Linked DNA regions of Mus musculus: region 2 is linked to region 1. A link is a contact called in public Hi-C data. All regions are on one chromosome and are shown on one strand. Each heading gives the region's core, a stretch centred on a gene start, on an enhancer-like site or on the middle of the called end of the contact. The rest is flanking DNA. Distances are from core to core; before and after follow the strand shown. Region 1 overlaps Tmem132b (transmembrane protein 132B). Region 2 has its middle 33 kb from the start of Gm40329.

Region 1 (4,336 bases), core at 1,754-4,253:
TTCTCCAACATCATACCCCCGACCCACTAGTCCTTCCCAAACAGTTCCACCCACTGGGGACCAAGCATTCAAACATATGAGCCTAGGGGAACCATTCTCATTCAAACCATCAGAGGAACCAATAAATTTATTGGGGTTAATAACCGGGGTGTGGGTGAGAGGTTACTTATCAGAACAGGAATAATTCAAAATCAGCCATGTCACTGAAAAAAAATCTGGTGACAACTGGAGGAAGTTGCAACCCTGGAGCTCTCTGCAGGACTTGCAGCCAGCTGGATAGTTCTGAGAGTCTCCCCCAGGCAGCTCAGCAGGCCAGAGTCTGTTCCTCTTGCGAGTGTTGACTGCTTCTAAATCTTGGGGAGGGCTCCTCCTGAATCTTTTACTTCCAGCTTTCCCAGACATGTGGCATTTGCTTGCTTCCCGAGTCTCATGAGTCTCCCCGACCTTCCTGGAGTATGCAATGCATAGGGAGCCAGGCACAGCCATTGGATGGGTGGGAATCAATTTATATAGCAGGATTGCTCTTGTCACCAAGAAGATTAACAGGTCTCTTCCCAATTCCAACCCGCCTGATAACTCTCTTTGGTTTGTGCTGTTTGGATCACTGTTTAGTGACGTGTTCAGAGGCTCACTGAGAGAGTTCTGAGATCATTTAGCTATGTCTGCCATAGGTGGAGTAGGAGTGGCAGTAATGTCTGCCATGTTCTAGTGTTTCCATCTAGAACACTGAGACATTGTAGGTCAGTCTTCCCACTGCCTGCCTCCCAACGTTTTTGCTAACAGGGCCCCAGCATAGTCTTTGCCTGGTTAAATCCATATGCCCACTAGCTAAGCAGTTCTGACCCTTCCCCCACCCCCAGCCCAGGATGATATATGGATTAACCCAATCCATCAATGGGTGTCATCTATTTGCTGGTGATTATTATAGTGACTATCTTATGGTGTTCTGGCTAATAAACTCCCAGGGGAAGTCTGCTGAGAGAGAAGGAACTGCCCCCTATTAACTTCTGGGTACCAGTTATGGATGTTCTGACTTTCTGTCCCTGGCACAGTGGTGTGAAGGATGAGACTACTGTCCCTCGGGAGGAACTGTAGGTATTTTGGGATGGTGGAGCAGAAGTAGAGAGCCTGGTGTCACCAGCTGTTGAGAATAGATTAGGGATGTTCCAGCCCCAGTCACCTTGACTTAGAGACTATATATATGCCCCACTTTAAATTGGCCATAGGCTGCAAAGGAGGGATTCCATGGGCGCCTCTTTCATGGCCCCATATCTTGTCCCTCAACCTAGTTCTCACCATTCACACATAGGCACAGAGGAATGGAGGTCCCCTCCTGTTGCTCCCAGGACCAGGCTGCATATCCATCTCTCAGTACAGGGATGTGGGAAAGTATTTCCAGCTTTGTCTGTGACAGGGTAAGCAGCCAGTGGCATCTGCCACCCACAGGCCCTCGTGTTCAACCCTCCCAGAACCCTCCAAGAAGGTGTGTTATCTGGGGCTTTAATCATGCTTACTCAAGAGAACTGCTGCAGGGGTCTGTGATCCTGAATTGGGTTAGATACTGTGGTTGCCTGTTGGTCGTGTTTAAGTCTTGGCTTCATGTTAGGTAAATATACAGCCTTGGGGGTGTCACTGAGAGGACTGAGAAGAGACCTCAGGTGGGGAAGCCAGTGTGGAGCTGGTGCAATGGTCCAAAGAAGTGATTTTACCAAGGGCAGTGGCTGTGACAATTTACTCATTCATTTTTTCCATTCATTCATCCATCCACCTATCTGTCCATTCATCCATCCACCTGTCCATCCATCCATCTATCCATCCATTCACTCACTCCTATTTATCCATCCTCTAATACATCTATTCACGTATTCATCCATTCACCCACCCCTCTATCTATCCATCAGTTGAATGATATACTTATCCCTACAATGGACCATCTGCATCTCCATTGATTCCTTCCTTCCTCCAAAGATGCAGTCATCATTTTATCTGTAGATCCATCCACCCCCATATCCTTCCATCTGTCCATTGACCCACCCCCACCCATCTATCCATCTGTTCATTCATCCACTGATCTATCATCCTCCACTTATCTCTCCATAAATCCACCGATTGATACAGCTCTCCTTCCGTTGAACCATCATCCATCCCTCCATTGATTCATCTGATTTCCTTTATGAATCTGCCCGTTGATCCATCCATCCACCTATTATCCATTGTCCATCCAACTATAGGCCAACCCATCTATTGATCTTTCCATCAGCCCATTCATTTATCCATCTGCCCATCCATCCATTGGTCCATCCATCAATATCCCTCAGTCAGTTGATTGATCCATCCATTCACTCGCTCACCTCCATGTAGCAAACACTTGTACAGTATACGCTGTGCACTGAATTGATTGCTTTCTGATAAATAGAGAGAAACAGGAGCAGGTGGGAATTTTGAGGTGGATACAGTAGGTCTTGGAGACCATTCTGTCTAATGTCTTCAAATCTAGAAGATCAGCACAGTTGGTCCCAAGCTATAGAAGTCTCCCCCAGGGGCGTCACACACAGAGATGGTCACAGCCCTGGATGCTAACACCACCTTCTGTAGTAATTAGTGCTTTCTGCCTCCTTCATGGGTCAGAGATGCTAACAAATGTGCCCATTTCTCTTCTTGCCCTTCCTTTTAAACCTTCCTGAATGCGAACGCTCCCCCTTCCCCTCCACACTGTTCCCCTTTTGGGTTTTCCGTCCAGCTACTGAGCTTTGAGTATAGAGATTTGTTCCTGTGGGTGGCTTGGAGTTCAAGACAGCAACCCACCATTCAACTCCAGCCCTTAAAACTAAAAAGCCCCAACTCTGCACATGTAGATAAAAAACACATTATCTTTCAAAAAGGTTGAAATGAAAAAAAAATGAACACACTCAGTGAGTTTCTAGGCAACTGGAACCACGGGCTGAGCACAGGCTGCGAGGAGATAATCAGCCTCCCTTTCAGTCACGCTGGCTGAACGCTTCCAACACGGCCTGGGCACAAATGCCTCTTTCTTTCCAGTGGCGTTTGGGTGCTGGCAGTGCCAAGCACTGTCCCAGAGGATGGTGATGAATAAGGCAGGCAGGGTCCTGGCTCCTCAGCCTGACAGTTTACAGATTCAGATAGCTCTTCATTTCAGAAGTGAGGAGTGTCCAGGAGACTTGGATGAGCAAGCCGGAGACTGGGGACAGGCTGAGCAGTGCTGGAGGGACGGGGAAGGAGTCCTCCTAAGGCCTTAGCACTTGCTCTGAGAACTAGATGAAAATGAAAGAGGCAGCCATAACAACCTGTGGAGGAAGAACGTTCCAGACAGAGGGAACGGTACATGTCTTCAGGCAGAACTTAAGTAGGGCAATTTAAGTAGTCAGCTGCAATGCAGAGGGAAGCTGGAGAGTGCTAGGGACTGAGAGGTCATAAGAAGGTGGGATAGGTTGGCTGACATTGGCTCTCAGCTCAGGGGGCTTCTTTTTTTATCAGTTTTCTCTTGCTGCTGTAACCAATGACCTCCAGTAGAGTGGCTTTCACAATACGAACTGACCTCGAGGCTCTGGAAGTCAGAAATGGTCCTTACATAATAAGATCAAGGTCTTGTGGCAGGGCTGAGTGCTTTCTGGGAGGTTTTTTTTTTTTTTTTTTTTTTTTTTTTTTTTTTTTTTTTGGTGGGGGTGATGGGGTGGTGGTGGGAGTTGGGGGAGGCAGAAAGCCTCACCCAGGGTGTGCTTTCTAGCTCACACATTGCCAGCGTTCCCTTAGGTATAGACCCTTTTCACCTGAATGATAGGAGGTCAATTCCTTACCTCTGCAACCTGACTTAGTCACATCATCAATGATCCTTTCTGCATGTCCTGAGATGAAGGCATAGGCATCTTTGAAGGAGGAAAAAAAATTTTATCCTTTCAACTTCAGTGGCTTTGGACGGTCACCTCATTAGAGTCACTTAACAACCTACAGGAGACAAGGGTTGTAACACCCATGCTCTGAACTTGGGGCTTAGATATGCTACAGCCCAGTGCATGCCACCACTGACTGCAGGGAATGAGGTTCTGGGCACCAAGTCTTACAGGCTCCCATGGCATATGCAATCAGCCACACAGCGGTATGGGATACATTCTGTTTACCATATAATGGTATGGGCTGCACTCTGCCTACCAAGACAACAGCAGTTCACATTGTTTATTTTGACTCACCTTTCTGGAACCATGACATCCTAAGTCTTAGCTATTCTGCATGCTTCTTTCCTTAAACCACGCCTGCCTGAGACACTGCAGGAGACCATGCCCACTGCTGGTGGCTGGTGCCTAAAATGAGCTGCAGGCAG
Region 2 (4,735 bases), core at 912-3,411, 300 kb after region 1:
GAAGCTATTTAGGGCTGAGATAGTATGGCTCAGTGGCAAGTGAATACTTAGCATGGATAAGGCCTTTAGTTTCTAGCATGGGGGAAATAAAAGGAAGACGAGGAGAATGAAGATGAGGAGGGAGCAGGGAGGGAAGAAAGGAGGAATGAGGAAGGAAGGAAAGAAAGAAGAAAAGAAGACAGGTAGGAAGGGAGGGAGGAAGGGAGAAACAAAGGGATCTAGATTAATGGGTAAAGAGCTTGCTATGCAAGCATGGTGGGGTATGGGGCCGGGTTTGTTGACTGGCTCCCAGGACCCTCAGCAATCTTGGGCAGGCATGGCAGCCACTTGTAGCCCATTTGCTCAGGGAGGAGGAGACAATGAATCCCCAGAGCCAGCTGCAAGCTAGAGTAGTTGAGACAGCAAGCTTTGGGTTCAAGCTTTGATTTATAAGGTGGAGAGTGTTTGAGGAAGACATCTGTCCTATAAGTGTATAAACACACACAGGAGTATACAACACACACACACATGGACACACACACACTGGAAGGGGGCAGAGCCCACATGCAAAGACCAAAAACAGAAAGAAAGAAAGAAAGAAAGAAAGAAAGAAAGAAAGAAAGAAAGAAAGAAAGAAAGAAAGAAAGAAAGAAAGAAAGAGAGAGAGAGAAAAAGAAGAAAAAAGAGGAGAGAAAAAAAAAGACTAACCACATAATTTAAAGTGAATTTTTGAGAAACAAGCGTCCTCTCTTCATAATAAGAGTCATGGAAACTCAGAGTAGCACAGTCCAGCATCACTCCAGAGAAAAACAAAAATGGCTGGTGTACCACTTTGGCTCTTATATTGCTAATCTCTCTCTCTCTCTCTCTCTCTCTCTCTCTCTCTCTCTCACTCACTCACTCTCTCTCTCACGCGCACACACACACACACACACACACACACACACAGCCCACTGTCCCCACCTCTTACTACACACACACACACAAACACACACACAAACACTATATTCTTCATGGGCCAAGTTCTTGGTGAAGGAACAATGCCCTTGGTATCTAGTATTGCCTGTCCTGTTGGTTCAGGATGCAAAGTTTCATCTAACGTATATCCTTGGCTTGAAATTTCCTCCTTCTACAATACCGTGTCCAGTCAGGTGCTGGATGCCTGTAACTTTGTAAACCTAGAATGAACTGAAAGGCTCTGACAAGCAGGCAGCAGCTGCCCTCTAGGGAAGACGGGGCCCAGTGCCTCCTGCTTGCCTGCAATGTTCTCATGAGCTCTATGTACACAGCATACTGAAAATGGACTATGATTGCTTTCTTACAGCTTCAAATCATTCCCAGCCCAAATGTGCTGATGGTGGGGGTGGGGGGTAGAGTGCATTCTGGGCTCTCAGACAGATCATATGTGACGAGAGTAGATGTATCCTGGTGTCGACAGCAGGTGGATGGCTCTACCTGCTTATTGTGAACAGAAGCTGGGCAACCGTATCCCAGGTTCTCAAGGTTCAGTGCAGACAGAACCAGTGTGAAGTATGAGGATGTGGGATCCTTGAGTAGGTGGGAATGGGGGTGCTTGGGGGAATGGAGGGTGCAGAGGGGATGGGCAGCAAGTGTTTCTTGGCTTTCAAGTCACCTCATGATCACTCATTGGTCACTTCCGGCATGTGCACCTTTCTGTCACGACAAGCTATAGCTATTTTTTTAAGTGTTCCAAAATTACACATGAGTGTCAACCTCACACATTTTCAAGTAGGAAATAATGGGAGGAACTGTGCCATCGTATCCCACACTCAGATACCGGTGGCTTGGCATGATTTATCTCAAGCATTGTTACTGGGAGTATCATCTTCTCAGAATGTGTGTGAGAGGAAAGAGTCTCTGATCAGCTGTCAAACATCTGGAGCCTCATTCTTCCCTGAGTCCTGGTGGCAGTGCTCTCTTGTCTATAAAATTAACATTGTGCTGCTCTGAGCCCCAGAACAATGGGTAGGGGAGAAACCGGAATACTTCCGATATTTTGCTGGGAGTAGAGAGTATTTGTAATCATGGTGATTTATCCACAAGTTCATTTTTTTTTTTGTCCCCCTGCCAAAACTCAAAGATCCACAAAGATAGGACTGCTAAAAAGCAAACAGCTTGCTATGAGTCATACTTGGGCTGAAATTATGAACTGAATGGGTTTTTAAGGACCATTAAAATGTCAGAATACCTCATCTCTGTAAACAAGTAGGGAAGGGCGTGGTCTCTAAAGCTGAACTTCTGCCTCTGCCATGCACGTTTTCCCCCTTGTTTAAATGAATCCATTCTGTCACTGAGGAGCAAAAATAGATGGTCCTTTTCAACTCCTTTACAGTGAGATATTAGCTAGGACCTAGGCAGGGGTGGAGAGGTCTCTATGACAGAGAAGACTGATCAGTATTAGAATAAAGTATTTATTTAATTGTTCCAGATTTCTCTTTGAGAGTAGCTCCTTTTTTTTTTTCATCAGCAAAATGAGCGCGTATCAGGTTATCTTGCCTGCATTCATATGGAGCTGCTGGAATCGGCTTCCGCTAAGGCCTCGTTACCGTGAATAGCAAGCATGATGTATGCAAATCATTTCCCATTATAAATATAGATTATTTCCTCTTTCCACAAACCATGGCGACCACAATAAAAATGATGAACTGTGTTGGGAAGAAAGACATAGCAATTGAGAAGCTGAGGGAGGGCGTTTATGTTTGGCTTATCAAATTATGCACCTTTTTATCTTCTGAGTTAATGGTATTGTGTTCATAAGCTTTGCATATTCTAATTTATTTCCCCAGACTGCAAATAGTTTTCCTTGTGCCTAGCCAGCTTTCTGAAGGCCTAGCAGATAGCCCTGGCTGCTGGCTTTTGTCCTTCATGTATGTGGAGGTACGGGTCTGGAATATAGAGAACTCTGGCCAGTCTCACCCTGCAGATCCTGACCAGCACTGTCCTTGGAATGGGCTGTCCCAGCCACACTTAAAATCCAATCCATTGTGTTGCCCTCTGCTCTTGCGGGATGTGCCATAGGATGCCAGCTCGCACTAGGGCTAGGTTAAGCAAAGCTGCGAAACCGGAAATGGCTGTGTACCTTAGAACAAGCCCTGCCAGACCAACATGGAGGGCACAACACCACCACTGCTGGCACTGAGATAGCGGTGGGCAGCTGGCTTTCACGTTGTCGTATAGATGTGGTGCTCTTAATTAGGCTTCAGTATACTATCCTGTGGCACTGGCATAACGGGTGCTTGGTCTGGGTTCTAAAGGTCGAATACCTTAGAGACAACTCATAACATTGGAGAATAGCTCAGCAGCACCAGTTTTTAGGAAGGGTGTTGATCAAGTTTATCTGCACAAGTGAGGGAGCAGAGTAAAGTGATCACCTAGGCTGTAGGGAAGGGAGCCTGAGGAGAACTGAGCCCAGATCAAGTGGGCACTGGACTGCAGAGGCAGGGGACATACAGGTCAATGCTGGCTAGATCTGATATGGTCAGTTTCTGTCTCTGCAGAATGGAGTGGGCATGACTGATTAATCTCTGAGCCTGGCTGCCATGTGGTACAGATAACTGTTGGTCCTTCATCCTCCTTTCTCTTTCTACATCCGTGACTCCCAGGAATGGATCTTTCTGAGGGGGTAGAAGCGGGATTTTATTTTTTCATCAGAAGTGTGAACTAATGAATAGCAAACTTTTAGAAACTGTCTTAATTTAGTACAGACAATAGATAGGAGAAATAATGACAGAGACCAGGCATGGTGGTGCGCATCTTTAATCCCAGCACTTTCAGGCAGAGGCAGGTGGGTATCTCTGAGTTCAAGGCCAGTCTGGTGTACATAGTGTGTGTGCGCAGGCCAATCGGGGATACATTGTAAGACCCTGTCTCCACTAACACATCCCCAAACAGCTACAGAACCGTTGAGCTCATGGCAGCTGTAGAACAAGCCAGTCAACATTATGGTACAGATGAAAGAGAGACATAAGCCCTCAACACTGGCTGAGGAGCTGTGGACAGGTAATAGCTACAAGGGGAGGGAGAGACTCTGTTTTCTCTCAGGGTGTGGTCCCTGGTAGGCCGACCATGTTCCATGGGTTATGTATCTGGGCAGCAAAAACTGGACTCTGTGGGGTATTAAAAAAAAAGTGACTTGAGGTTGAGAGGGGGTTGGGAGGTGGAAGGAGTTAGGATAAGGAGTGGGGTGGGTGTGACCAAAATATGTGGTAGGCATGTATGAAATTCTCAAAGAATTCATAAAGATATACTTAAAAATAAAAATACCTACAATTCAAATCTTTAGGTGGAATAATTTCTTTTATTGCTGTAGCTGGCTCAAATGTTGGTATTTGTGTCAAATGTGGCGTCGGGGAGAGAGTATCTGAGAGGCACATGACCTTCTTTCTATCTTCTGCTATTAAAAGCCAAAGGGGAAACATGCATTACCCCATTTCAAAAGAGGCTCAGAAAATGCCTTTGCTGTAGCTTTGGATGATTTAAAATTGATCTATAGCGTGTCCCACTTTTGTATCTTCAGCCACAGATAAAAAAGTTGCTTCTGGTTGTAAAGCGAGCCGCTTTGAGGACTGAGGGTTGTGTGTGGTTGCTATTCTCAGGGTTCCCCCTGCTGTTTTTCTCTCTTACCTTTGTAATTTCATTTAAACGTGCCCCGACAACCTTCATTTCAACGCTAGCTGTAGCATGCCTTTCCTGTTCAGGTAATCAAACGTCTTCCTGTAAGCATATAGGCTTGCCA

What was found. A called contact is a pair of places that touch in the nucleus more often than the background predicts.
Region 2: a Hi-C map of cortical neurons shows a contact between it and region 1, with 3 times the contacts expected there. The contact joins two enhancer-like sites. A contact is called at or near these places in 3 of 484 Hi-C or Micro-C datasets (cerebral cortex, cortical neurons and nephron progenitors).

The regions. Positions count from the first base shown.
Region 1 is chr5:125,702,533-125,706,868 of GRCm38.p6, forward strand. All of the region lies in intron 4 of Tmem132b (transmembrane protein 132B), which reads left to right. Among named protein-coding and RNA genes, the nearest start is that of Gm32811, 59 kb to the right of the region's middle. Within about 2 kb of position 3,004, at least 41 of the 459 cell types and tissues checked have an H3K27ac peak or open chromatin away from gene starts, as enhancers often do. A contact at or near this core is called in cortical neurons, where this site is marked.
Region 2 is chr5:126,005,985-126,010,719 of GRCm38.p6, forward strand. No RefSeq gene overlaps it. Among named protein-coding and RNA genes, the nearest start is that of Gm40329, 33 kb to the right of the region's middle. Within about 2 kb of position 2,162, at least 14 of the 459 cell types and tissues checked have an H3K27ac peak or open chromatin away from gene starts, as enhancers often do. A contact at or near this core is called in cortical neurons, where this site is marked.